Linked DNA regions of Mus musculus: all the other regions are linked to region 5. A link is a contact called in public HiChIP or PLAC-seq and promoter capture Hi-C data. All regions are on one chromosome and are shown on one strand. Each heading gives the region's core, a stretch centred on a gene start, on an enhancer-like site or on the middle of the called end of the contact. The rest is flanking DNA. Distances are from core to core; before and after follow the strand shown.

Region 1 (5,460 bases), core at 864-3,363, 840 kb before region 5:
GCTGTCACTTTCAAAGATTCCACTAAATTGTCAACTTTGTGACCTATTTCTTTTTCCAGTGTTTGCAGGAGAATGCAGAGTACAATGCTCCTTAATGATGATTCTTTTTTTTTTTTTTTAAAGATTTGTTTATTGTATTTATAGGTACACTGTAACTGTCTTCAGACACAACAGAAGAGGGCACCAGATCTCATTACAGACGGTTGTGAGCCACCATGTGGTTGCCGGGATTTGAACTCTGGACCTTTGGGAGAGCAGTCAGTGCTCTGATTCATCATTTCATGAGGATGTTAGGTGCAGGAGCTGAACTGCCCACCCAGTGCTCCCTCTTCTTGGTGTTCTTAGCTATTTCCACTAAAGCTCCGCGAGACCTCAGTCTTATGGTTATCAAACCATGTCACACCTGAAGAAAGTCACTTCAGAACTCTGAAGGACAAAGCAGGTTATTCAAGCAAGATCTAGCGCTGTTTCTAGCCAGTTCTTAACCTTCCTAATGCTGTGACCCTTTAATACAGCTCTAATTTTATGGTGACCCACAACTGTAAAAATTTTGTTACTTCATAACTGTAATATTGCTGTTATGAATCATAAATACCTAATACTAGACCCCCGTGAAAGAGTTGTTTGGCCCCAAAGGGGTCATGACCCACAGCAAGAGAATCACTTTTCTAGGGCAGTACACTGCCAGTCCTGCATCTGACTTTGTAACAGCTTGTGATCACATCACAACATACACTCATTTTGGTTTGTGTGCCACAGTGCCTGTGTGGAGGTCGGAGGGCAACTTTCTGGAGTGGTTTTTTTTTTTTTTCCACGATATGAGTGTCACAGGGACCAAACTTCTGTCCTTGGCAGCAAGAGTCTTCATGAGGAGCTATCTTTACCAGCCCTGTCCTCATTGCCTTTCTAAGAATTGCTAACTAGTCGTCTGTTTTTCAAAGGGGCTGCCATTTCACCTTCCCTCTGAGCAATTGAGGATTCCAACCTCTCATCTTGACATTAGTTCACGTTTAATTATTACAGCCACGGACTGTAGTGGAAATATTAACACGCTTCACTTATATTCTTGATCAGAGTGATTATCACCTTTTTGGGTGCTCTATGACAGTGGCTCGGAGCCTGTGCAAAACACATGAAAAATCTTCCAGTTACGAGTTGGCTAAGGCAAGCGTCCTTTCTAGTTCCTTTAGCTGCATATTGCCTTGGGTTATCATCATTCGGATTGTATCCTGTGGAGGAAAGGACAATCTAGTCATTGTTTTACCAGCTTAACCACGGCAAAGTTCTATTATTGTATCTGGTACAGTCAAGAACCAACAGTGGCTGTTACAGGTTGTAGCTGTGGGCTTACCAATGCCCAAGGCACTACATTCAATCCTGTCACCAAAAGGCACTCCCCCCATCCACCCCCCCCCCCCAAAAAAAAACAGTAGTGTGAAGTGGAAAGCTGGACGCTAGGCTACACAATACAAAGCCAGATGTGCTGCAAAACAAATGTAAAATACCCAGTGGGCAGTGAGCAAATTCTCTGTGGCATATTCCAAGGTGTTCGCTAAACTTCACAAGCTCAGTGATACAATGGGACAAAGGAGCCGTGGCCCCAGCGTGGTCTTGCTCTCACCTCTTCTGTGGCACTTTTGTTTCTTTTAAATTCTTCCCTGGCCCAATCCTGAAGGTATTTTCGGTCAGAATCACTTGGAACTTGCCTAATCGCTCGCAAAATCTTTCTGTAGAGGAGGAGAACTTGCTGCCTTCTCATGAACTGCTCAAGGGAAGGAGAAAGACAAGTTACCACAAACCAGCCGGCTCCACTCAGCAAGCAGAAATAGCCCTTTGGTCCTCGCTAGCAAACAGAACAAGAGAGAATCCTTGCGGACCGGCGGGCGGGCGGCTTGCGAGGGCGGGGCACGCCTAGCAGCTCCGCCCTCGGGAGGCTGAGGCTGTCGGCCGAGGCCCGCGGTGGCCGCGGCGAGCCAGGTCGCAGGGGGAGCGCGACCACACAGGACACCTCCGCGGGGCTGAGAGATCAGCAGTACCTGCTTCAGCGTCAGGGCTGCGGGAGGCAAGCGGGATGCCGCCATGTTGCCCACGGAAGCTGCTGCGGCTCAGGAGCGGAAGTGGCCCTCGGGCACCCTGGTCACGGAAGCGGAAGGAGGAGACGGATGCGCGAGTCCTGGGTTTTCCGCGGAGAACCCAGGAGCTCGGTCGCTTTTACGGGAGGGGAGAAAATGTGTGCCTTTTGAGCACCCTTGCTGTGTATAACTGAGAAGACCGCCATTATGCTGGCAAATTCCGTTTGCATCCTGGAAGCTTCTCTTTTTCTCTACACTTTATCCTACAGCACGCAGGTCGCCTCGATCGTTGCGACTCCGTGCGCTTTCCCTACTCGTGTGCCCTCTCGCTTTTTTGTTTTTGTCCCCCACATCACATACCCAGAAGTCAGGTTATTGAATCTGCTTCTCGTGTTTTGTTTTGGTTTTTCAATTTTTCTCTAACATGGGACGTTGGGGATCAAACCTGTATCATCAGGTTTGGGGCAAAGCACCTTTAATGTCTGAGCCATTTCAATGGCCCTTGGATAATTTCTTTATATAGAGAGCTTTAACTCTACATTAACATATTTGTTTCTTTTTTTGGTTTTTCGAGACAGGGTTTCTCTGTGTAGCCCTGGCTGTCCTGGAACTCGCTCTGTAGACCAGGCTGACCTCAAACTCAGAAATCCGCCTGCCTCTGCCTCCCAAGTGCTGGGATTAAAGGCGTGCGCCACCATGCCCGGCTAACATATTTGTTTCTTTTGAGACTTTACAATATTGTCTTCTACTCACAGCTGTTGTAAAAGTGTATTATTATGATCAGTTTTATATTTACTCCACGTAAGTTATTTTCATTTATGACACACTATGGATCTAAGTTCTTTTCCAGCCACTAGACTAAAAATTCAAGATCATTTATTAAATAATTCATGACTTTCTCAGGTCATTGTAGTAATCTTTTTGAATGCAGGGTCTTTTATTGTCTAAATAATTCGATCAGTCTTGTTTTATCTCGGCCAGGTATCAAGCTATAAATTTTGCTTTTTATGTTGTTGTTCTGGCAGATCCAGTAGTTTCTTGTTAGGATATTTTCTATGACCCTTGGAAAGGCACTGAGCTAATTTCCACATCACCTGGGGATATTTATAAGATTCATAATTAGTGCTGGGTCTAAATTGGGCACCGAGAACAGGTATTTTGTACATTCTTTTCTCTACACTCATGTTAGCCACAGGCAATGTTGTCATATAGATATATACTCCCTGTCTCAAAGATTTATACTTTGAGTAGGAAAGCTTTGAAGGTCAATGCAGTGTTACTTAATTGACTGAGAGTAGGTTCTTGCCTCAAATAACTCTCAGCGCCAAAGCTCAGCGTACAGTCTTTTTAAAGACAAAAGACGCAATGCCATCATTGTCAGGTGTAAGTCAGGAATATGGTAGTATTTGTTTTGACTACACAACCAGAAGATATTTTGATTATGTATCTGAGGCCATGGAAAGTCCCAAATGTGTTGCCATAATGGATGTGACGATTCAAGGGGTTTAAGGGACTAAATATGTGCCTGAGCCAACACAAAGCAGGGTAAGATCGGGACAAAAAGACATTACCTTAGTCACTTCATTTCTCACTTCTTTTAGTGACTTTTATTTTAATTTTATTTTTTAAAATGTGTTTATTTTATATATATGAGTACACTGTAGTCATCTTCAGACACACCAGAAGAGGGCATCGGATCCCATTACAGATGGTTGGAAGTCACCATGTGGTTGCTGGGATTTGAACTCAGGACCTTTGGAAGAGCAGTCAGTGCTCTTAAACGCTGAGCCATCTCTCCAGCCCCTTTTTAGTGGCTTTTAAATATTTGATTTCTCAGAGGGAGCAGGTACTGGTTCTTCAGAATCCTTAGACCTACAAGGAGGATACAAGGACTGGGGCTGGAGAGATGGCTCAGCAGTTAAGAGCACTGACTGCTCTTCCGAAGGTCCTGAGTTCAATTCCCAGCAACCACATGGTGACTCAGAATGGTCTGTAATGACATCTGATGCCCTCTTATGATGTTTCTGAAAAGAATGGCAGTGTACTCATAAAATAAATTTTTTAAAAAAGGCTTTAAAAAGTTATCATTTTCGGGAGGCAGAGGCAGGCGGATTTCTGAGTTTGAGGCCAGCCTGGTCTACAAAGTGAGTTCCAGGACAGCCAGGGCTATACAGAGAAACCCTGTCTCAACCCCCCACCCCCACCCCCACCCCCCGCCAAAAAAAAAAAAAAAGAGTTATTATTTGTAAGAGCCAACTGACATTTAGATGCATAGTTAGGAGTAACTTCATGAATAAATCAGATAATTTTTTAGAAAGCTATTACTTTTAGATACAGCCATTGGGGCTAGCCCCATAGGACCATGAGTGACCAATATGACCATGGGTCTAAATGGGGGAAGGAACATCATGATTTCCAACTCCACATCTCTGCTTAGTTTCAGATGGGTGAGCCCAACTGGATTCCAGCTTTGTAGCCAGAGCAGAGTTGGAGAGCCAGTCCCTGTAAGTCTCTGGAAGATGCGACTGCTCTGGGTGGGCCTTCACAGTCTCGGTCTTCTCAGGTGGTGGTGGTCTCTCTACCAATGAAAGACCCCACCATAAGGCTTAGCAAGCTAGCTGCAGTAACGCCATTTTGCAAGGCATGAAAAAGTACCAGAGCTGGGTTCTCAAAAGTTACAAGGAAGTTCAGTTATAGATTAACAGTTAAAGATCAAGGCTGAATAGCACTGGGACAGGGGCCGAACAGGATATCGGTGGTCAAGCACCTGGGCCCCGGCTCAGGGCCAAGAACAGATGGTTCTCAGATAAAGCGGAACCAGCAACAGACACAGAAGCCCCGATAGACGTCAGTGTTAGCAGAACTAGCTTCACTGATTTAGAAAAATAGAGGTGCACAGTGCTCTGGTCACTCCTTGAACCTGTGTGTCTGCCAATGTTCTGACCAGATATGTGCCCATTGTTGAACCTTCATTAGACCCTCTCCTCGTACCCCTCCCATACCCATTTCTTGAAAATAGACATTGTTTAGAACTAAAAAGTCCCACCTCAGTTTCCCCAAATGACCGAGAAATACCCCAAGCCTTATTCGAACTAACCAACCAGCTCGCTTCTCGCTTCTGTAACCGCGCTTTTTGCTCCCCAGCCCCAGCCCTATAAAAAGGGTAAAAACTCCACACTCGGCGCGCCAGTCCTCCGATAGACTGCGTCGCCCGGGTACCCGTGTTCCCAATAAAGCCTCTTGCTGTTTGCATCCGAATCGTGGTCTCGCTGGTCCTTGAGAGGGTCTCCTCAGATTGATTGACTACCCACGTCGGGGGTCTTTCATTTGGAGGTTCCACCGAGATTTGGAGACCCCTGCCCAGGGACCACCGACCCCCCGCCGGGAG
Region 2 (5,037 bases), core at 519-3,018, 990 kb before region 5:
ATTTTTCAAATTTTAACGACCCATCCAATGAATTTCACTGAGACTGTTTACAGGAGGAATCATGGTTCCTTCATGAGAGTTACAACACTGAAGAACCCCTCCCCCCACTCAACTGTTAACTGCGTGTCAATCCTTAGGGAGGGGAGAGGATTTCTCACTGTGGATAAAAGAGAAATAATTACTTTGAAATGTCACGTTTACATACTTTACGTCGGGAGCTCTGGAGTTTAGTTGAGACCTGCTCGCAGAGCAACCTGGAGCTCTTAGTGGGTAGGGACAGGACAGGCGCCTCTCCTAACAGTTTCAGGTTGGGAGTGACAAGATTGAAAACAAATTTCTCCCAGAAGAGTTTTCACACTTTGCTAAATAAAACAGCTGCTGAGACTGGGAGGGAACGGCGGACGGGGGTTGGGGGTGGGTGGTGGGTGGTGGTGGTGGTGGCGGCGAGGGTGGTAGGGGGCGCAGAGTGGGGGAGCATTCCCAAATAGTTTCGGAGGATCAAGTGCTTAACTCTCTTCTAGGGTGGGCGGGGAGGGGGTTTTGGAGTGTCTCCTGTTTGAAGCTTTCAGGAGGCAAAAGGAAACAGATACTCTAAGGAAAAGGAGGTTCTCTCCTTGAAACCCAGCTATATTCCAGAGAGGGTGTGAAAAAAAAAAATCGCTTCACCGTAAATTTATCACCAGCCTCAGGTAAGATCGAAGCGTCATGTTCACCGTTCTACCTGCTGACCTCTCCACCTCTGTGAGCAAAAGGTTCCATCACTCATTTGTCATCAGATCGTGTGTGTGTGTGTGTGCGTGTGCGCGTGTGCGTGTGCGCGTGCGTGAGAGAGAGAGAGAGAGCATGCACATGCGCGCGCATGCATGCCTGCATGTGTGCATGTATGTGTGTTAACTTTCTTGCTTGCATTTATATGTATATCGGTGCTGAGGGATTTGAATTTGGGTTCTCATGCTTCATCAGAGCGCACTTTACCCACTAAGTCCTGAGCAGCCAACCCCATGAGATTTTTCTTGAGTAGAATGGCATTCATATAAGGCTGGAAATAGCATTGATTATCTGAGCCTGGTCATTGGGACTGCTATGAATTTGAAATAAACACATTCTTTGAAGTAACCTTTTGTTTACATTAGGCTCCAGGCTTACCACACTCCTAAATCGCTCAGTAAGTTGTTCTTTTTCTTTTCTTCTTGAGGCAGGCTCACATAGGCCAGATGTTGCAGACATTTGTTGGAGTGTAACCCCCTAGTTTATGCTGCCCGGGGAGCTCTTTTAGGTACTGAAAAAGTAGCTGTGGCAGTGAGAGACAAAAACAGTCAAGACAACAGTATGTAAGGCGTACTTGGAACCCGCGGGTGAGGACTGATGTCCCTGCTGGTCCTTCACCAGGCAGCAGCGGGAGAGAGGATGCCCGACCCTCTCTTTGCAGCAGCTTCCTCGGTTTCCATCGGCTCCAGAAAGCCGGCCACAGGTGGAGGGCTGGAGGGTTCTCCGCTCAGTCCATCCAATTGGTGCGCCTGGTGCCCGATGCCGCTGAGGAAACAGCCCTCAGCGCGGGTGTCCTCCCGCTGCTCGTGGGTCCCAGTGGGAGCCACCCCGCACCTCCGGGATGTGCGGTTCGGGAGGATCGTGTGCAATGACCAGCGGCCGCTGCGGGGCGCTGTAGCCCTGCGGACAGCCGGGTGGGGCGTGGCCCGAGGGGCGTGGCGTGGAGTATGGGGCGGGGCCGGCGGGGCCCTCAGGCATCCAGGCCACGCGCGGTGGAGCGTGGGGCGAGCGGCTGCGGGCAAGGAGCGCAGCGGCCCGCGAGCTCCGTGCGGAGCGGCCGGCCGGCGCGGGAGCGAAAGGTACTGGGCATAGTCGCCGGCTCCTGCGAGTGCTAGTAATCCTCCAGGAGCGCTCATGGGGACACTGGGAGGGGGCGTCGCTGGCAGGGGCGCGCTCCTTAGTGGCCGTCTGGCTCCGGGCGCTCTCGACGTCGCGCGTGTGGGGAAGTGCTTGCCCTGCAAACTCTTCCGCAGCCCAGGGCAAGGGCAGTTCCCACGGTCGTTTGGAGCACGGCTGGTCCCGCGGGGCCTTAGGGCCTTGTGCGCCGCCTTTCGGGCTCAGGATTCTCTTACTTGCCTAGGGCATTGAAATGTATCGCTTCCTGTAGATTTGGGGAGCTGGAGAGAAGGGGGATCATTATGGCTGATCCAAAAGGAGTTGTACTTTGTGAAGCTGGCCAAGAACGTTTCCCCCGAAGTGCATTGAGAGAATTCACGTGGTGGTAAGGTGTGTGTGTGTGTTTACCACTTTGATGGCATGAGACTGAGTTGTGAAACCACCAGTTAGGTGTGCGACTGGAAAACCCACGTCTTCAAGCCTTAATAGTTAGAGCTGTGAACTGAAAGCATCATACATAACCTTGAAGTTGACATCAGGCTTTATGGCGGGCATCGTTCCTGTGAGGCGAGGCTCTTGGCTGGTGGTAGCCATGTGTATTAAATTGATACTGATTGAATGTAATGGAAAGAACTTGGACAGTGACCAATCACACCCAGGTGCGAGGTTGTCCCAAGTGTTCAGATTGATACTGACTAACGGTTTCTCATCTTTAAAATATCTGTTACGTGAGTAGTTGGGATAATTAACTTCCTTTGTTACCCTGATTGTATACTTAGCATATGGTGAGTAAGTTTTGTTTTGTTTTATCCTGAGAATACAATGGCCAGAGGATGGCTCATCTGGCAGACTCTTGCCACCAGACAATTGGAGTTTGATTCGCAGAAGGTGTGACAAGGTGGAACTGACTCTCTCACCAGTCGTGGTGTCCTCTGACCTCTTCATGGGCTGAGGTTCATACACACACACACAACATAAATAAACTAGGAATTCATATTACAATTAGGAGGGGTTTCTGCCCTCTCAGCTTGAGGGAAGGAGCAGTCTGAGAAAAAAAATGAGGGAAAATTGGACACCAGACAACAGTTAGTTATAAATTGTTGAGAAGTCTAACCAAAGCTGATTTTTAAAATCAAAACCATCACAATAAAAATGCTAGCCCAAGGGGCTGGAGAGATGGCTCAGCAGTTAAGAGCATTGGCATCTCTTCCAGGGGACCCAGGGCCAGTTCTCAGCACCCACGTGGCAGCCCACAACTTCACAAATATCTGCAACTCCAGTTCTAGTGAACCCAACACCCTCACACAGCCATGCATGCAAAACACCAATGCACATCAGCTAGAATAAATAAATTATAAAAATGCCAGGCTGGGGGTCCATGCCTGTAATTCCAGCCCTCTGGAGGCTGAGGCAGGGTCATTAGTTTGAGGCTAGCCTGGGATACACAGCAAAATTCTGCCCTCAAAACAAAACACCCAGCCTTGTTTGTTAACTCCTTGTTTGACCTTGGTAGCTAGGACCAAATGTTAACCTTCGCATTCTCCTTAGCCCATCCGTGTTTCCAAAGCCGATATCTTCCATATGAAAGCCCAATAGCTTGTGCTATAACTCAGCTTAGCAACGTGGCACACAGCTAATTCCCAAAGTCCTCTGCTCCACCCAGACAGATTCTGGTGCCTTCTGTGAACTCTTGCTCAGAGAGATGGAATACAAGAATAGCTAGCAGGCACAAGTACCCCATTACCCAGCCGAGGAACCCTTCAGTTACCATCCCCACCCCTATCAAATCACTGCTCTGCGTGTCGTCTTAATTCCCCCTTTGCTTCACATTTCCACAACAATTTAGAGCATTCTCGAGTTAAAAGCAGGATATCAAGAGGAAAGCGGAAGCCAGGGAAAGCTTACAGTTTGAGCGGGAGACCGTGGTTTCCCTGTGGTGGACTCGGGCGTGTTCAGTCTGTGTAGAGAACTGTGTCTTCCCCTCACTTAGAGGCTTTAATTTTAAAAGCTTGCTTGAGTCCCTAAGAATTTGGAAAACAGTAATTTGTGACCCTGTGTCTCAGGGAAAAGGTTTTGTTTTTTTTTTTTAAATACAGCTCTCAAGAGAACATTGTTAGGGCTCTGAAGGGTGAAACGCCGAGTGTTCTTTCCCAATGGCTTTACCCCACAACTCTTTGTTCCTTAGTGTGTTCTGTCTGTCACTGTTATTTCTTCAGGATAAACACAGCTCTCCTTCAGTGGTTCCTTTTTTCTTTTCTTTTCCATGAGACAGGGTGTCTGTGTGTACCCAACACACAGAGATCCTCCTGCCTCTGTCAGAGTCCCTTCAGTGACGGTTGAACAGCAAGCTCTGAAGTCTCACCTGAAGGAAAGCCTCCTGGAGAGGCCCTGGGGTCTTTGCTGTGTAAGGGAGCTAGCTTGTCCTGGTATTCTTAGGTGTAGGTAGGAGTGGGTAGGTGAAAACAACTAGGTAGGTATTTAGCTTCCACTTGAAAAAGTGATGTGTGTAAAAGTTCTATTTATTTAATTAAAAAAATTTTTTGAGATTTTTATTTTAAATAAAATAATATTTGATTTTTTTGGGGGGGTGTTTTGCCTTTGTGTAAATCTGTGCACCGTGTGTGTGTGTGTGTGTGTGTGTGTGTGTGTGTGTGTGTGTGTTTGCAGTGCCCATGGAGATCAGGAGACTGGAGTTAGCAGGTTGTGAGCAAGTGGCCGCTCTTCCTTTGAAAGAGCAGAGAATACTCTAACCCCGAGCCATCTTTGCAGTGCTGTATTTATTTATGTACGGGCAGGGTGTTGCTATGTAACTCTGCTGGCCTCAGATTCATGGCAGTCCTCCCTCCCTACTGTGTCTGAATGACAAATGGGGGGAGGGGGGCATCTGCTTGCCTGGCTCCTGGTATGTTTAAGTAGCCAGTCACTAGCAGTCACTAGCCTGTGCCTGTCCTGTGTCTCCTCAGGACACCACCCCTCTCATTTCCTGTCCACAGCAATTTTTCCATAACAGCCAGCTCTGGAAATCCAGCTATTGTAGGTACAGATTGGGAGTCCCGTGCTGTGTTCCCTATCCCCCACCCCCAACCCCACTACGGTTTCTCTTTGTAGTCTGGCTGTCCTAGAACTTGATCAGTAGACCAGGCTGCCTCAAAC
Region 3 (5,358 bases), core at 1,041-3,540, 560 kb before region 5:
TTCAGTTGGCAGAGAAAGGACCTTATGTTGACGCTGGCCTTTGATCATAGATGGCCACATTAGGACTGAAGCTGGCCATCAGCTCTCTAAGACAGGGCATGGGAAAATGCTAGGATGGCTAGACAATCGTGATTTACTAAAATAGCAGCAGCAAACAACAACAAACAACAAATAATCCCCCGCCAACAAGAAGCCCCTTTTCTTATTAGCTGACCCAGAGCTTGTGACACGATACTTCAGTCTTATAAGTGTTGGAATTACGTGTGTTTACTACCACACTTGGCTTCAGAAGCCTTTAATCTGACGTCAAGATTTTCAGATTTCTAGAACTTTTTCACCGTGGCAGCCTGACACTGTACCTAATAAAACACAGCTGCAGAAACAAGGCTCTCCAGGCGGAGGGTTCAAAGGCCACCGTGTCTGCCATGAGCACCTCCTACGGGCCCTTGTTGTCAAGTCTCTATTCTAAGCACACCAGTCTGTAGAACTTCAGCCATTCCTGAAGAATTCACATGAAAAGCCTTTGCCATTTTTTTTTTGAGGGGTTGGGGGTGGGAGTGGGGCAAGGATCTGAATAAATAGGTCGGCATTATTTTAAGAGCAGACTGCAGAATCTCGGAGGGCAGGCGAGCAGAAGAGGCAAAGGAATGCTAACGAATAGTGTCAAAGCTGCCGGGGCGTGCTCTTGAGGAACAAAATATGCTTAGAATGTATGTCTCAAACAGAGCTGTTTTTGGGGCAAAGAATAGAGAGAAAATTGGCTTAAAAAAAAAAAAGGAAAGGCGGCTTGTGAAACTTAGTGACACGTCAGAGGTCACTGGCAAAAAATGTCTGGGAACCACTGTTACACTCTGGCTGAACCTTGCAGGGCTGCGTCCACTAATTCCGTGTCACGTGTCACTGTGAACAGGGCCACATCCTCAGTATCACTCTTCTCTTTCTCTCGCTGAAACTCCCATCAGCACCAAGAGCAGGATGAGCCCCCTTATATGCTCTGGGAGGGAGTGGGAGCCCGAGCAAAAGTCACTGCAGCTTGGAAATTAACATTTTCCCTCTGAGCCGGCAGACACCAACTTTCAGTGAGTTAATTTGTAAACTGAAAAGTTCCATGACAAGGTTTTTATAAGGCACTCTAATGATCCTATTGTGAGATAGCTAGCAGAACCCGGGACCTGCTTCATCCCTCTGCTGGATGGCTTCGTTTCTTACCTCTGTTAGCCACGAGTTAGATACATGTTGGCCTTAGGTCCTAAGCAACTGGAGCCCTTTGCAGAAAGTCCACCCAACTGTTTGTCCCTTTTCCCACCTGCTTCTTGTATAGATTTTTCCATTTCAGTTACTGGTAAGTCACAACTGTCTAATCAACAGTTATCCTGGATTCTTCTCTCTCTCTCTTTGCAGTCTTCCTTTGTGCCAACTACCTTTTTCCTGGACTATCACAGTAGACACTACTTGTATCCTGTTCTGTCCTTGGCCCTTGGCAGGCAAGTCTCAACTCTGCATTTAATGCTTCCATTTGAAAGGAGATGCTAACAGTCTTTCTTTCTTCCTTCCTTCTTCCCTTCCTTCCTTCTTTCTTTCCTCTCTCTCTCAATCTCTCTCCCTCCCTTCCGTCATATGTGTGTGCATGCACACACACACACACACACACACGAGCACGTGTGTGTGCACACATGCATGTGGGCACATGCATCCCACCGTGCATATATGGAGGTCAGAGGAGAAACACGGGGATCAGTCCTTGTCTTTTATTTTGGTTGAGATAGTCTCTTGCTCCCTGCCTCCATGCTGGCTTCTCTGATTGCTGTAGGAGCACTGGGATTGCCGCCACACACGCCTGGCTTGACATGGCTTCTGGGGATTCAGACTTAGGACCTTGAACTTGCATGGTGGGGTGGTTTGAGTGAGAATCCCCCACGCAACCAAAGGCTCATATATTTTAAGGTTTGGTCCCAGTTGGTTTAAGATAAGTTAGCAGGTATGGCCTTGTTGGAGAAGGTGTGTCACTGGGTGTGGGCTTTGAGGTCTCAGAAAGCCCATGCCATGCCCAGTCTCCCTCTCTCCCCTCCATCCTTCCTTCTCTCACCCCCCCCCCCCACCCTGCCCTCCGGCCCTTGCTCCCTGCCTGTCTGCCTAGGCACCTGACTACTGCCATGCAGGCCGTTGACTAGTCCTCTGAAACTGTACGTGAGCCCCCAGTTAAATGCTTCTCTTTGATAAGCTGCCTGGGTCATCACGTTTCTGCATAGCAACACAACAGTAACAGGATTTGGCAAGTGCTTTACTCAGTGAGCTCACCCGAGGCCCTGCTATTTGTTTACTGAATGACTGTCATTCTGAGTAAGTGACATGGAATCCTAGCTTAGTTTAGATTTGTTTTTCTCTAATGCTAGTGAGCTTCAACATTTTTTCCATGTTTACTGGCCATTTGTAGTTCATCTTCTGAGAACTTTGTTTCACCAGCTCATTTATTGATGGTGCCATTTGATTTCTTGTGGTTTTCTGAGTTCTTTTACTCTATATATTTACTCTCAGCCAGCTAGCCAGCCAGCCAGCCAGCCAGCCAGCCAGCCAGCCAGCCAGCCAGCCAGCCAGCCAGCCAGCCAGTCAGCCAGTCAGTCAGTCAGTCAGTCAGTCAGTCAGTCAGTCAGCCAGCCAGCCAGCCAGTCAGTCAGTCAGCCAGTCTGTCAGTCAGTTAGTCAGTCAGTTAGCTCCCTTGCTGTACAGAAGCCCCTTCAGTTTCACGAGGTTCCATTTGTCCACTGTTGGCCTTGATCCCTGAGCCTTTGTCTATGCTTATATCTCAGAGTTTTCCCTATTTTTCCCCCTCAGAGTTTCATGTACTACATAATAAGGCCTTTGACCCATTTGCAGGTTGTTTGTTTGTTTGTTTTTGTACAGACTGAGAGGGAGAGAGTTCTGGTTCCATTCTTCTATACATGTGGCTGTCCAGTTTTCCACCCCTGTTGAAGAGGCTGTCTTCCTTAGACATACAAGATGATGTCACTTTTTCTCAGTTACTATCTGTAATATTATTCTGCTTTATTTTGCTTCTAGCACTTATTGTAATTGAAATGATCACATTTCCTTATTTGTTTTACATGCTAAATATAGGCCCATGAGAGTGGCTGTTGACTGTGTTTCCCCATGGCTAAATACTCTGCCTTAAAACGCGACTGGGCACGGCACGGGTACTCAGTAGAAATTTCTCTTCTCCCCTCCTCCCTTTTCCTGTAACCTCTCTTCCCCCTCTTTCAGTTCCTTCTTCTCCTCCCTCCATTCTCCTTCCCACCCCTTTCTTCTTCTCCTCCCCTCCCTACCTTCCTTCCACCCCAGCCTCCTTCACGCTGGGAATAGGTGCTTAGGCTAACCTCAAATTCCTAGGCTCAAGAGGACCCTGTGTCTCAGCCTCTCAAGCAGCAGAGGCAACAGCCATGAGCTGACGACTTGGCTCAGGAGGGACTTCTTGAAAGACCACGACACTATAGAAAACAAACAAGCAAACAAACACAACACAACTCCAGTTTTTTCCCAACCCCCCCTTTTTTTTGTTAAACCAGAAAATTCTGATTCACAGAAAAGATGAAAGAGATGCACCACCGCCATCTATATTTATCTGGGGGTGAATCTGGGATTCTGGAAGGAGATGGATTTATGCTAAATTGCTAAATTTTGCCAAGTTTCATGCCCTCCTTTTTTTATAAATATCTATCTATACTTGTAAGATCACATAGAAATCTCGCCCTCTTCCTCCCCAACCATCTGAGAGTAAGTCCTGACACTATGACATTTTAACTCCAAGTACTTCGCCATGCAACTGAGAACAAGAACAATATCCAGAGAAAGCAATGTTGAAACCATAGGCAAAGCTCTCCCAGTTTATATTTAGCTTCTACCTGCTCTGGATGCCCTTCAGGGTCGCAGTATAGGCCAGATGACACACTGCATTTGGGCTTGCTAGCTCCCTCTAATCTAGGACACTTCCCATCACCCTGTCTCTGTGACAATGATAATTTTTAAAAGTTCATTCTAGTTTTCTTAAAGAATGATCCACAGATGATATATGCTAATAGCTCTAAATTTAAAAAGGGAAATCTATTTTCCTTCTCTGTTGTTAACAAAAAATTAAAAAATAAAAGTGGGTTCATTTTTTTCTATTTGTCTTTAAATTTCATGTTTGTTGATTATTATCTGTTAAAATCTATTTTAAAGGTTTTACTTTGTAGAATATCTAAGATGTTCAGATCAACAGTGGATTCAAAGGTGCAGTCAGTTTCTCTCGTGACAGCGCACTCACAGTGTCCAATCACGCTGCAGTGGCCTTTCCCACTGGTTCATTTCATTTTATTTTTATTTTTTAATAAAAGGTACCTGTGCACATATGTCTATTTATAACCCACACATGCATACATATTCATATAATTATATTCATGAGTTCATTTTTATATTGGAAATGCATATTAGTGTTCCTTGTTTCTTGCAAAGGGAAGCAGGCGACACTGAAGGGAATCCCATTCAAGATTCTAAGGTCTGTAGCACATGCTTCCCAGACTGGATTCAGGCACAAGGTAGCGACAGAGGAAGGCAGCGTGGACGGACCTCAAGGACTCTGATCTAGGAAGGATGCTTCTAGGACCTGGTGGCATCTTTATCGTGTCTTTATTGAATGAAGCACAGCGAAGGATGGGAATGGCTTCTTTTCTGAAATGCCATCTGTGAAATGATTCCTGTAAAGACTGACACATCCTCAAGGCAGCAGCTATTGGAGATACTCCATACACATCCAGAGCCTGGAGTGAGCCTGTGGAGGTATATCTGAAAGCACACACATGTACAGATACTCTTGTGTGTTTGAAAATATCCACAAAGAACTTTCCTTTAATCGCAGGACAGGCACACCAGGGAGGCAGTTGGGTGGGGTACTCCTCACATCTCCCTGCCCTCTTCACCATCACAGAACCTTATGCCTGAAGGCCATGATTTCCTTCCCTGGGTCAGAGCCTGAACTCCCCTGAAAATAACACCCACTATTTACAAAGGTGGGGAGGGGGCAGAGGGGAGAGATAGTGTGTGTGTGCATGCACTCTCGCATGCTTGCGTTCAAGACAGAGCGAAAGAGCCCAGACGGCATACAAGGGGGCAAAGGTTTCAACACTGCAGGCCAACATTAAAGGTAAAACACGGTCTTGCATTGAGGTTATTTTTCCCATTTATTTATTTGTGTTCATGTTTGCACTTTGGAAGACAATTTTCAGGAATTGTCTGTCTTTCACCACGTGGGTGAACTCCACCCAGGGGTTGAACTCAGGCCATCAGACTTGGCAGCAAGCACTTCTATCCACCAAGGGATCTCACAGA
Region 4 (5,077 bases), core at 1,773-4,272, 650 kb before region 5:
ACCACTGAACCAGTGTTATTCTGTTCATGGTTCTTCTCCAACCCCCAGCAGCCTACGCAGATCACATGAGTAGCTCTATGAGCACACTTGTTCTCTCCCGGTCAGCAACTCTGAAAAGTGCAGACTGTCTGCTCAATACTCTACCATTATTTAACTGTTATTTTGGCCAAAGTAATGTCCCCTAGGCACAATGTCGTCCCACTAGGTAAGGACCTCTGATATGTTCTTCTTTGGGTTTTAGGGAGCATATGGGTGAGAGCATTGAGACAGGGCTCTCCATGTAGCCCTGGCCATGCAGGAGGTCAATCTGTACACAAGGCAGTGTGCAAACCTAGAGTTCACTTGCCTCTGCCTCCTCAGTTCTGGGACCAAGGGTGTGCGCCACTTCACCTCACATTGTTCTATATCTTTATACCACTGTGTCCTTTCCCTAGAGGACTTCTTTCCACAGTTCAACTGTTGCAGAATATTTATCACACTGCAAACCCAGGATCTTGTTATTTACCTTTTTTTTTTTTTTTTTTTTTTTTGGTTTTTCGAGAGAGGGTTTCTCTGTATAGCCCTGGCTATCCTGGAACTCACTTTGTAGACCAGGCTGACCTCGAACTCAGAAATCCGCCTGCCTCTGCCTCCCAAGTGTTGGGATTAAAGGCGTGCGCCACCACGCCGGCTCTTGGTATTTACTGAAAAGCTCTGTTTCTAGTTGTGTGTCTTGGCCCTTAGCACACACCTTAATTCTTCTGGCTGGAATACAGACAGGCCCTCAGTACACTCCTGTAATTCCAAAAATGAAGGTAGAGTTTGTAAAAGGAAGCACCCATGTTTGAAAGCGGTGTCCAATTGAGTGGCAAAGTGCTGAATCAGAGAAAGATTTGACAGAACAGAGTATGCTCAACTCTCACAAGAGTAGAGAGGAAAGGGAAGCTACTAAAAGAGCAGTGCAGAGAGAAAAAAAGTAAAAAAGGAGAGAAAGCAGCTTTACTGGGACAGGTGTACAGAGACAGGTTGCAGAGAGAGAGAGAGAGAGAGAGAGAGAGAGAGCGAGAGAAAGAACAAGCTAGACACAGGAAGACAGAACAAGCCAGACAGGTCAGAAAGAATGAGAAAAGATGAGCTTACTCAGCAATAAGTCTCAGAGGCTGAAAACACTCCAGGACTAGATTAGATTGTACAGCAGCTAGAAGCTTTCAGGACTCAGGCAGTAAGCTTCGGAAATGACAATTACATCAGGTGATTAAAGTTACATTTAAATTCAACTCTACATTCCCGTGGGATTTGAGAAAACACGTCCACCTTGCTGACAGTACAGGCCCAGGTTGGACAAGGGTCATCTGTTTTGTTCCCCACCATCATCAGCTCTTAGCACTGTCTGGCATAGCGGTTAGTAGTTAGTAAGTAATAAAATAATTTGTTAAGCTAATGAAATGCCAAATTAGTTAAAGATGATTCCGAAATTTCTACCTCTGATAAGGTGGAAGGCATTCTTTTAATGGTAATGGAGAAATAAAGAAGACCCGGTGAATCACTTGTACAACAATCAGGTGAAAATGTCGGTCTGGGTTAGAAATAGAGTTGGATCCCTAACAGATTTTTCTTAAAAGAAAAGGAGAGTTAAGATGATTTGGGGCTCATTAGCATCATGGTGACAGGTATATTAAAAAAAAAATTACAAGTCAGTGAGTCTCCCAGGGTGGGAAGATAGGAGAAGAAAGAGAGAGAGAGAATATGAAAGGTAGAGGAGTGAGAGAGATCTTTCTATACTTCTTCTCATCTCCCATCTGAGTTACTACTGAGAGGAGTGGTACACCTTTGAAACATGCAGAGGCCAAGTTTTAAAAACCAAGAAGCTAATGATTGATTAATAACAGCTGCTGGGCTAGGAAGGTTGCTCAGTAGTGTGCAGTCCTCACAGCTTTGAAAAGGCCAGTCCCTAGCACCAAAATGTTCTTTAAAAATTTTACAGGTTGATAACCATTATCTGGAAGGATAAACAGCTTCAACAGATTCATAAGCAAATGCATAGAGAAAGGGGTCATCTAATCTTTTCTGAAAGCAGTATGAAGTTCAAATTTTTCAATACACAAAAGCATACATTTGTAGAAGGAAAACAACCAGGCAAAAGCTAAGAGGCAAATCTCACTCTAGGTTCTGAGGATGAGACAGGCATGAAAAGCAGCATACATTACACAAGTCAAGTATTGATATAAGTGCGCTAAGTACTCCTTTAAATTATCCTGAAGCTCCTATCAAGTCTATATTATTCCTTATCCCGTCTAAATAGATGAGGAACCTAACAGAGCCAATTAGAAAATCTGCTGCAGCCAACAGCTAGAAAGTGGAGAGCTGGGATAAATTCCAGTCAGATGTCAAAAATCAAAAACACCCCTTAAAACATAAATCTCTGGACATATCCCGTAAGATGGCAGGAAATACTATGGAAAAAAAATAATTTGGGGTATGGTAACAGAGCCAAGAAGTCTTGCCTAGTGGCCTAGTCCCTTCCAAGGCGGGGTTGAAGCTCATAGGAGAAAGGCCTTCAGCGAGAAGTTTGGTGTTGGTGTGGCGAGAAAAGACCGCCAAGAGGATCCTTGAAGCACTAATGCTTCCTGAGAATTCTACATTCCCATGTCAGGGATGGTTCGAGGCGCTGCGGAGAGCACATAAACAACTTCTTCTCTCAAGCTTTCAGCTTGGGAAACTGCCCCTGTCACTGATCGCCCGACCCTCGGGACAGCCCCTTCTCCACACTCACCGAGAGCTCGGCAGTAGGGACTTGGGAGACACGGGTGGGGGAGGGGAGGGGCGCGCTGTAGACCCGGCGATGTTCCGGGTGCTCGCCCCAGCGCCCCCCGAGACGCTCCGAGGGGCGCTCCCCGAGGACGGCAGCTGGCTCCTCGAGGCCCAGCCAGGCACAACCCTTCGCCCAGAGCGTAAGCCATCCCAGGCGGCACCCCGCTGCCTCTCCCCAGCAGCCCCGCGACAGGCCCTCAGGAACTTACCCGGCCGGCCAGCCCCGCACAGCGGCCGCTGTCCGGACGCCAGGCGCTCCGCCGTCTCCACCAATCGCAGCTCACGGTAAGGACGCCAGGGCGGGACCGAGCGCCGACAACCAATTAGATAAGACGCAAAGCACGTCTCGGCGCACACAGCCAGTTCCCGCCATTGAAGGCGGAAAAAAAGATTCCAGTTGGCGCCAAACTCTGGTACTTACTCTTCTGTGGCTCCGAAGGGAAGTGGGCGGGCCGTGACCTCAGTGACAACGGGGCGGGGTTTCTCCGCGGAAAAGACGTCACCAGAGCGGAAGTGGGGCGGGTCTGGGAGACGCTAATGAAAGGGAAAGTAAAGGTGGAGGCTCCTAGCTGTTTTGGCTGAGAGCAAGTGGAGAAGGCTTGAGGTCTTTAGTGTATAAATTGTGTCAGCTGCGCGCTAGACAGCGCTAAGATCTGACCTTTAAGATGCCATCCTGGATGGTGAACGTAGCGTAGAATTACTAATTCAGCGGGATAGAAGAAGGTTTTTGTTTTTGTTTTTCCGTATTAAACTTTTTTATGTAAAGCCGGGCGTGGTGGCGCACGCCTTTAATCCCAGCACTTGGGAGGCAGAGGCAGGTGGATTTCAGAGTTCGAGGCCAGCCTGGTCTACAGAGTGAGTTCCAGGACAGCCAGTGCTACACAGAGAAACCCTGTCACGAAAAACCAAACCAAAAAAAAAAAAAATATATATATATATATATATATATACATATATATATACAATAAATTATTTTTATCGTTTTTCCCCTACCCGAACGCATCTCTGATCCCACCTCCTTACCCACCGAACTTCATGTTCTCTTTCTCAAAAAAAGAAAGAAAAAAGGAAAAAGAAACAAAAAAGAAACCAGTAAGAAAAAACAAACAAAGCCAAGACAATACAAAACGAAACAAAAAGCTCAGACACAAAAACATGGAATTCAATTTATATTGGTCAACTACTCCTGGGTATTGTCCCTTCCCCAAAGTCTGGCTGATAGACCAGTGCCACTCTACTAAAGAAAACTGCTGTCTCCTTTCTCTGCAGGTTGAATTCAACTGCAAATACCTCCTCAGGCTTGAACCCCAACGGGTCTTATGAGGGTTATCGGCCTCTGCATTCATATATTTATTAGTCCTGTTGTGTCTGTTCCTTGGATGACACAGTTCTTGGAGTCATCCGCCACCTCTGGCTGTTGAGAGTCTCTCTGCCTCCTTTTGGGTAATGGGTCCCTGATCCTTGAGGCAAAGGGTTTGATGAAGGCGTCCCATTTAGGGCTAAGTGCTCCAAAGATTCACTCTCTGCCCATTGTTAGTTGCTTCCTACTGTAAGAAGTTTCTCTGATGAGTCTTGAATAATGCAGTGATTTAGGGGTATAGCGCTATGTCGTGATGAGTATTTTATTGGCCTTTGCAGAATCATAGTAGTAGTTTTACCTCTAGGCTTATGAACTATCTAGTCTCAGGTTCTTGGCCATTTGAGCAGTGTCAGATATGGTCTCACTGAGCAGACCTTAAATCCACACAGAAAATGGTTTGTTATTCCTATAGCATGCACGTCACTATTGCACCAATATGTGCAGGGACCCATGGCGTTGACCTGGCATAGATGCCTTGAGAGTCATGCAGCATAGGTTTCTCAGTTTAGAGTCCATGGCTCCTGAAGCACGATGCGCCTTCCCATTCCTGAGAGACCAAATGCTTCAGGCAGTGAAGTACTCAGTACTCTTTGTGTTTCTATGTATGGTCGCTCAGAAGCCAAAGAAACATGGAAGGAAGCTTGACAGAAAAATTGGTCTTAGCATTAATTTTGTATACCCTTTATAGTTTGCAGACATCATTGTACCCTGGCAACAGCAACTGTATTGAGTCTGGTAATTGCCATTAAATTCTGTTTCTGATAAAGGCGTAAAATGTCTAATTACTCTCAAAATTGCCACAGTTTCTCCCACTAGCCTAGTTTGATTTCTAACAGCCGTTTCTACCCTGGCCCGGTCAGTAAATGAAGGAACATACAAATATGTCTTGCAGGCATTCCTGTTGTAAATGGCAGGGTCTATGGCTGG
Region 5 (5,256 bases), core at 2,675-5,174:
GACATGTAAAAAGAGTAGTTGTACATGCCAATATGCTTAGTTGTGGTCGACATTCTGGGACTTTTACAGAGTAATCCCTATAAATACAGTCTATGTACTTAAGTGACACTCCACCAATGCCTGACTTACTCATAGCACCTAGCTCTTTATAGTATCTTTTACTCCTGCTAAACATAAATATTTATTAAATATAATGGAATAGAAGGAATCAAGACTGGGAAGAATCAGATCTCATTTCCAGTGTAAATTCTGGCTTAGCCAAATTATGTAAAATAACCCTTGGCTTACCAAATATTAGAAAATCAGACGTGCATCCAATTCTCATAATTATGCTGTCATCATTTTATTTACTAGTTCAACAAATATTTAGAGAACTTTTAGGTGCTATGCACTTTGATTAGAAATGTAAATAAGATACTTTACATCTGGCTGAGATGGGCACACAATTCAGTTAGGAGCTATGAGGACAATAGAAATACTATGTCCCAAGTTCCTTGGGGAAAGCTTCTCTTAGGAAGGGACATTTGTGGAGGGACTTGAATGGTGAGAAGGAACTAGTCACATGATATTTTGGAGGAAGAGCACAAAGGCAGAAGAACACGTGCAAGGCAATTATTCACTAGTGATATTTTGAGCCAATGAGATAAATTTATTTGGTAAGTAGCTTCAATCCTCTCTCTACTTACTGGAGCTGATGTGTCCATTATGGCTTATGTGCTTGACCTACAAGTTTAACATTGTGACTTTGAGAAAGTAACTAATCTTAGGATTCTTGCATTGAGCTGTACTGTACAGAGAAGAAAATGTGAAATGTGCAGGCCCAACCTCTAGGAAGGAAAGGAGTATTCTGAGTCCTCCTTCCTAGAATTAGGTTCCACTGTAGACTACTGCAGTGACACTGCACATATACCTACAGGACGTAGACTCATGAGAGAGGAAGTTCAAATTCCAGCTCTACCACTGACTGAGACAAGAGGCTTTTGGCAAACCAAACTCCGTGACCAGTTGTCAGTATCTATAAAATGGGGATATCATTTGTCTGTCTACCCAACTACATTTCCTGGGAGATTATGACGACTGTCTAAGAATGCCCAAACTTATTGTGGAGAACAAGATAGTCCATGTTGGAAACAAGGTATTTTATTTTTACAACAGGAATAGATTTCTAATAATTTTGTCTAATCTATCAATTTAAGAGAGATATCACAGGTCTCCAAATTGAATGACCTGACTCCATATATTCTGACACAATGCAGCATCTAATTTTCTAAATCTGAGTACATTTTCCACCAAACCATCCAATCCTGAAAGTGTCTAGTCTATGTCCTGACTCTCTTCACTGACGTACAGAAGGTTAAAAACTGAATGACTTATAAAAATTAAGTACTCATGTAGATTTCTTAGGCAGAAAACTAATATAATCTGACATGAAAGTGAAGAGCCACAGTACTCTGATACTGCAATGATGGAAACATCTGCTGTCTTAGAAATGTGTATCTACGAAATGATTCCCCATCTGCCTGGAGTTAGATGTTTTCCTGCCACAGCTTCTAATTATCTTTGTGTAGTGCTGAGTCCATTATATTATGGGTTGAGAAATAAATAATGTGGTTCTCTCGACTTACTGTTTCGCTTTCTGTGGTGCTAGGATTGGAGCCTGAGCCTCAAGCACAGAGGGCAAGAACTTCAATACTGGGTTATACACCAAGCCATTCTTTTCTTAATTGATAGGGCTATGATATACTTGTCCATATAAAACACTGAAGGCATGTGAGATAGTTTTCATGTTGGGTCATCTTTCTGTTTTCCTATTTATGATTTAAACTAGAGATGGAATGTAAGTTGAAATAGTTTGAGTGCCCATGATGCACCTCTGACTGCACAATCTCTTTAATGTGCTCACAGGAAGACTATAATGGAAATTATGTAATGGTTTTGACATCAGAAAGGCCTGAATTAAATCGGGACTATAAAAATAAACTAGGTTCTAAGACGAAACAAATTTCAAAAATGTACCAGCTTTGGATTGAGGGCTTCAAATTGATTATTGTCTCCCTTAGCAACTTGCAGGCCCCAATGAGGCAAGAATGTGAAAGCTTTAAAAAGTTGTGTGCAAAAAACTAAGGCTGCAAAAATCAAACAAAGTAAGCTCGTGGAAATATGTGGTAGACCATGAAGTACAAGTTATTATTATATAACAATTTGTAGTCTACAAGGACAGCAATTCATGAGAGTACACGTAAATGCTTATTTAAAAGCTGCGATTCTTGTATACTGACTCACTGAAGTTTTAGTCTTAAAAAAGAATGTTATCCATGAAAGCTGGACCAACTACCCGCTTCTGAAAAAAGGAATTTATCTTAGCTTCAATGGGGGTGGGGGGGACATATAAAATGTTTTCCTCTTCAAAAACAGGCCTTCTTTTAGCATATGACCTTAAAGCAGGTCACCCTTCCTGTCTGGAACTTTGCTTCCTAACAATATGTCAGGCACTATATTGGATTTTCTGCACACACTGCTTAACTGGATTTGTCACACTGATAAAGTAGCAATCACTCCCATCTTACAGTTAAGGAAACGAACACACAGAAAGCAGTAGGAAACCAAGTCCCACAGTGCTCTGTCTATCTCTGAAGCGTCTTCCTCTGTCTCAAACCTTCCCCTATCCAGCACACTTTTTCTAAGATAATCATGCTCTCAATGAACACACTCATCTCTGGTTAGTTTTTGTGATACAAAGATATGACTTAGTAGTCCTCTAAGGTAAAGATGTATTTATTGATTGTTAATTTGCTTGCATCTTTTAACTCCTTACTATAATACTTTAAAAATGAAGAAAAGACAACTCAGTCTAGCTATAAAAAACCCACACATTAAGGCACAGAAAATGCACAGTGCTCTTAAAAAACGGTTAAACTCATAGAAACTGCGTGAACGCGTTTCTAACCAAAGCTTCAACGAGTTCTAAACGGCATTTTGAATATATGTACAGATTTTTTCCTCTTCAGTAAATATTAAGACTCTTAGAAGTCACTGGCCCCACTGTGAATCTGAAAATAGGCGATGAAGTGAAGACACTCTTCCACCTGAACATTGAATTTATTCGGTTTTTCTAACAGCGATTTCTGGTGTAGCGTAATATTCTGACTGTCACCATAATCACTACTTGCCTCTTCAGACTATGCTACTTGAAACATGTTTTCATAACAGACTTAACGTTACTAGAGATTGAAATTCATCTACAGAGCCCAATAGAAGGTAGAACTACCTACGGTATCAGAGAAAGAAGAATCCGGGACCAGGGGAAGCACCGTGAGACGTTCGACGTTCTCTTTACCAGCCTGTCCCAAGCATCCTTTCGTGTCACACACTGCGCTAGAAGTCACACAGACAGACAAGACAGACATACAGACAGACAGACAGACACACACACACACACTATCCTGGACTCTAACACCACTACCAGCGAGCTGAAATCCCGCGGCCACCAAACTTTGCTCAATCTATTTACGGATAATTGAACTGCCGACCACATAAGAATCAGGTAGAGAATCACAGATTCAGACTCAACCCCCGAAGCCCATGGGGAAGCCGCCTCCCGCCCGGGATCCCAGGCGGCGCGGGGCAGCAGGTCTCGGCCTCGCTCACCTCTTCCACCTCGATCTCCTTGTAGTCGATCTCTTCGAAGTTCAGGACCTGCGACGGCGCTTCGATCATCTCACTGGCAGAAGACGAGGAGGAGGACGAGGCGGCGGAGGCTGTCGACATGATCCCCCGCGGCGCCCGGGGGGCCGCGCCCGCCCTCCGGCTCGCGCAGCGCCCTTCAGCCCGGAGCCCCGCAGCCCCGCCGCCCGGCGCTCCGTGGCGCGGGACCGACCCGGGCCACCGCCGAGTCCCGGCTTCGGCTCCTCAGCGCTTTCCGTCGCCGGGCCCCGCCCACCACACTTCCAGTTCCGGTTTGAACTCGGAACTGGGAGGGAGGAGGCGCGCCTGCCGGACCCGAGCGGGGAATTTCCTGACCCGGGGAGCGAGTGAGGGAGAAGCCGGGGTAGGGGCGGAGTGGAGGAGGGCGAGCGCGGAGCCGTGGGCCCGAGGAACAGGTTTCGCGAGACTTTTGCGAAAGGGCCTCGGCGGCAGGAGGATACCGCGAGACTGGACGCCGTGACGTAGTAAATGTGCGCGATCGGAACTGGCGCGGAGCGAGCCCGAAGGCGGACCGGTTGGTCCTGCGGGATCCAGCGGGAAAGATGAACTCCGTCGCTTTCTGCCTGTTTCTTTTGAGCCGCGTCGTGCCTTCCCCTGCTCTGTGCTGGGCGGTCTGCGGTCAGGCAGCCTAGGGTTTGTCTTGTGCTCATTGGGCACCTCTTCATGTCGGGTTTTCAGCCGTGAGCCCGTTACTTTTTTAAGCGGAACCCCGAGCTGGCGAGGGGGTTCGGGAGCAGCGGTTAGCGCGCGCCATCGGGGGGAGCACCGTGACGCGTGAGCGCTCACTAATGGAAGTTAGCATCGTAGAGAGACACCAGTGGCGTTTTACACACTTCCTAAGGCAGTTCAGATGGCTTCGCTTTGTCACCTTCCCGAGGCTGTCGTCCACAACAGCCCCGAGGGTTTGGTTTGAGAATCCGTGGACACACCAAGACGACGGATTTTAAGAGGAGCCACTATGCCTCAGAGCTATAAGGAGAGTCACGCTTCATTGTCCTTAATGTTTATGTACAGCATTTTGGCGACCTTTGAGGACATTGTCTTTGAAGGACTAATGTCTCTGAAGGATTGTTGAGTTTAAGGGAGATCATAGGGTGGTTCCTGAAGACTACCCAACAAGATTAGGATTGCTACGGTAAAGCCCCATATTCCGGGGTTACTAGAGTTAAGATAACTTAATTGGAAACAAAGTTAATAGTCTAATGTCTAGGAAAGGACGAAGGGCACAGGCTTGAACCTTAGGCAAAGATCCACTGCTAGTTTAACCTAAGATACCTTTATAGGAAGGAATGTTGCCTTTGTGTCGGCAGTCTTCATAGCAAATGTTGGTTGTACTGAGATTATTTATTTATTTATTTTTAACCCGATGAGGAGTTTCAACTTCGAATAAGGGGCACCTTTCCCTATTTATGGTCTCATAGCTTTTCCTTTCCTGCCTTTAATGCTAGTGCTGTATGCTTACTAAATACTCAGCAGTAGCATGGCAATTCAAGTTTGAGTGTCACAAGTTAGGTCAGAGAACCCCAAGATGGAAGGTATTGCCCATGTTGT

What was found. Promoter capture Hi-C pulls out the DNA fragments that hold promoters and counts their contacts. HiChIP or PLAC-seq counts read pairs in DNA pulled down with a chosen protein or histone mark. Capture Hi-C pulls out chosen DNA fragments and counts their contacts.
Region 1: an H3K27ac HiChIP or PLAC-seq map of thymic regulatory T cells shows a contact between it and region 5, with 6 times the contacts expected there. The contact joins the promoter of Lyrm2 here to the promoter of Map3k7 in region 5. A contact is called at or near these places in 7 of 39 promoter capture datasets (the C10 cell line, embryonic stem cells, liver and 2 more), 2 of 484 Hi-C or Micro-C datasets (CD4 T cells and CD8 T cells), 4 of 115 datasets of contacts at active chromatin or transcription factors (bone marrow-derived macrophages, extraembryonic endoderm stem cells, memory CD8 T cells and 1 more) and 1 of 9 other capture datasets (liver).
Region 2: a promoter capture Hi-C map of pre-B cells shows a contact between it and region 5. The contact joins the promoter of Ankrd6 here to the promoter of Map3k7 in region 5. A contact is called at or near these places in 5 of 39 promoter capture datasets (the C10 cell line, cranial neural crest, liver and 1 more) and 2 of 115 datasets of contacts at active chromatin or transcription factors (large pre-B cells and neural progenitor cells).
Region 3: a contact with region 5 is called in a promoter capture Hi-C map of liver, with 3 times the contacts expected there. The contact joins the enhancer-like site here to the promoter of Map3k7 in region 5. A contact is called at or near these places in 2 of 39 promoter capture datasets (embryonic stem cells and liver) and 8 of 115 datasets of contacts at active chromatin or transcription factors (astrocytes, embryonic stem cells, extraembryonic endoderm stem cells and 4 more).
Region 4: a promoter capture Hi-C map of liver shows a contact between it and region 5, with 8 times the contacts expected there. The contact joins the promoter of Casp8ap2 here to the promoter of Map3k7 in region 5. A contact is called at or near these places in 11 of 39 promoter capture datasets (the C10 cell line, cranial neural crest, frontonasal cranial neural crest and 6 more), 6 of 484 Hi-C or Micro-C datasets (CD4 T cells, muscle stem cells, natural killer cells and 2 more), 19 of 115 datasets of contacts at active chromatin or transcription factors (the 230-238 cell line, CD4 single positive thymocytes, astrocytes and 16 more) and 3 of 9 other capture datasets (adipose tissue, liver and macrophages).

The regions. Positions count from the first base shown.
Region 1 is chr4:32,796,912-32,802,371 of GRCm38.p6, reverse strand. Lyrm2 (LYR motif containing 2) reads right to left here and starts at 2,113. Exons shown (of 3, transcript NM_175364.4): 1 at 2,037-2,113; 2 at 1,622-1,762; 3 at 104-1,229. The coding sequence starts at 2,081. The coding sequence ends at 1,149.
Region 2 is chr4:32,947,557-32,952,593 of GRCm38.p6, reverse strand. Ankrd6 (ankyrin repeat domain 6) reads left to right here and starts at 1,768. Exons shown (of 16, transcript NM_001012451.1): 1 at 1,768-1,847.
Region 3 is chr4:32,516,258-32,521,615 of GRCm38.p6, reverse strand. All of the region lies in intron 2 of Bach2 (BTB and CNC homology, basic leucine zipper transcription factor 2), which reads right to left. Among named protein-coding and RNA genes, the nearest start is that of Bach2os, 53 kb to the left of the region's middle. Within about 2 kb of position 2,290, at least 71 of the 459 cell types and tissues checked have an H3K27ac peak or open chromatin away from gene starts, as enhancers often do. A contact at or near this core is called in astrocytes, fibro-adipogenic progenitors, liver and 1 more, where this site is marked.
Region 4 is chr4:32,613,415-32,618,491 of GRCm38.p6, reverse strand. Casp8ap2 (caspase 8 associated protein 2) reads right to left here and starts at 3,022. Exons shown (of 11, transcript NM_001122978.2): 1 at 3,000-3,022.
Region 5 is chr4:31,962,775-31,968,030 of GRCm38.p6, reverse strand. Map3k7 (mitogen-activated protein kinase kinase kinase 7) reads right to left here and starts at 3,924. Exons shown (of 16, transcript NM_172688.3): 1 at 3,649-3,924. The coding sequence starts at 3,768.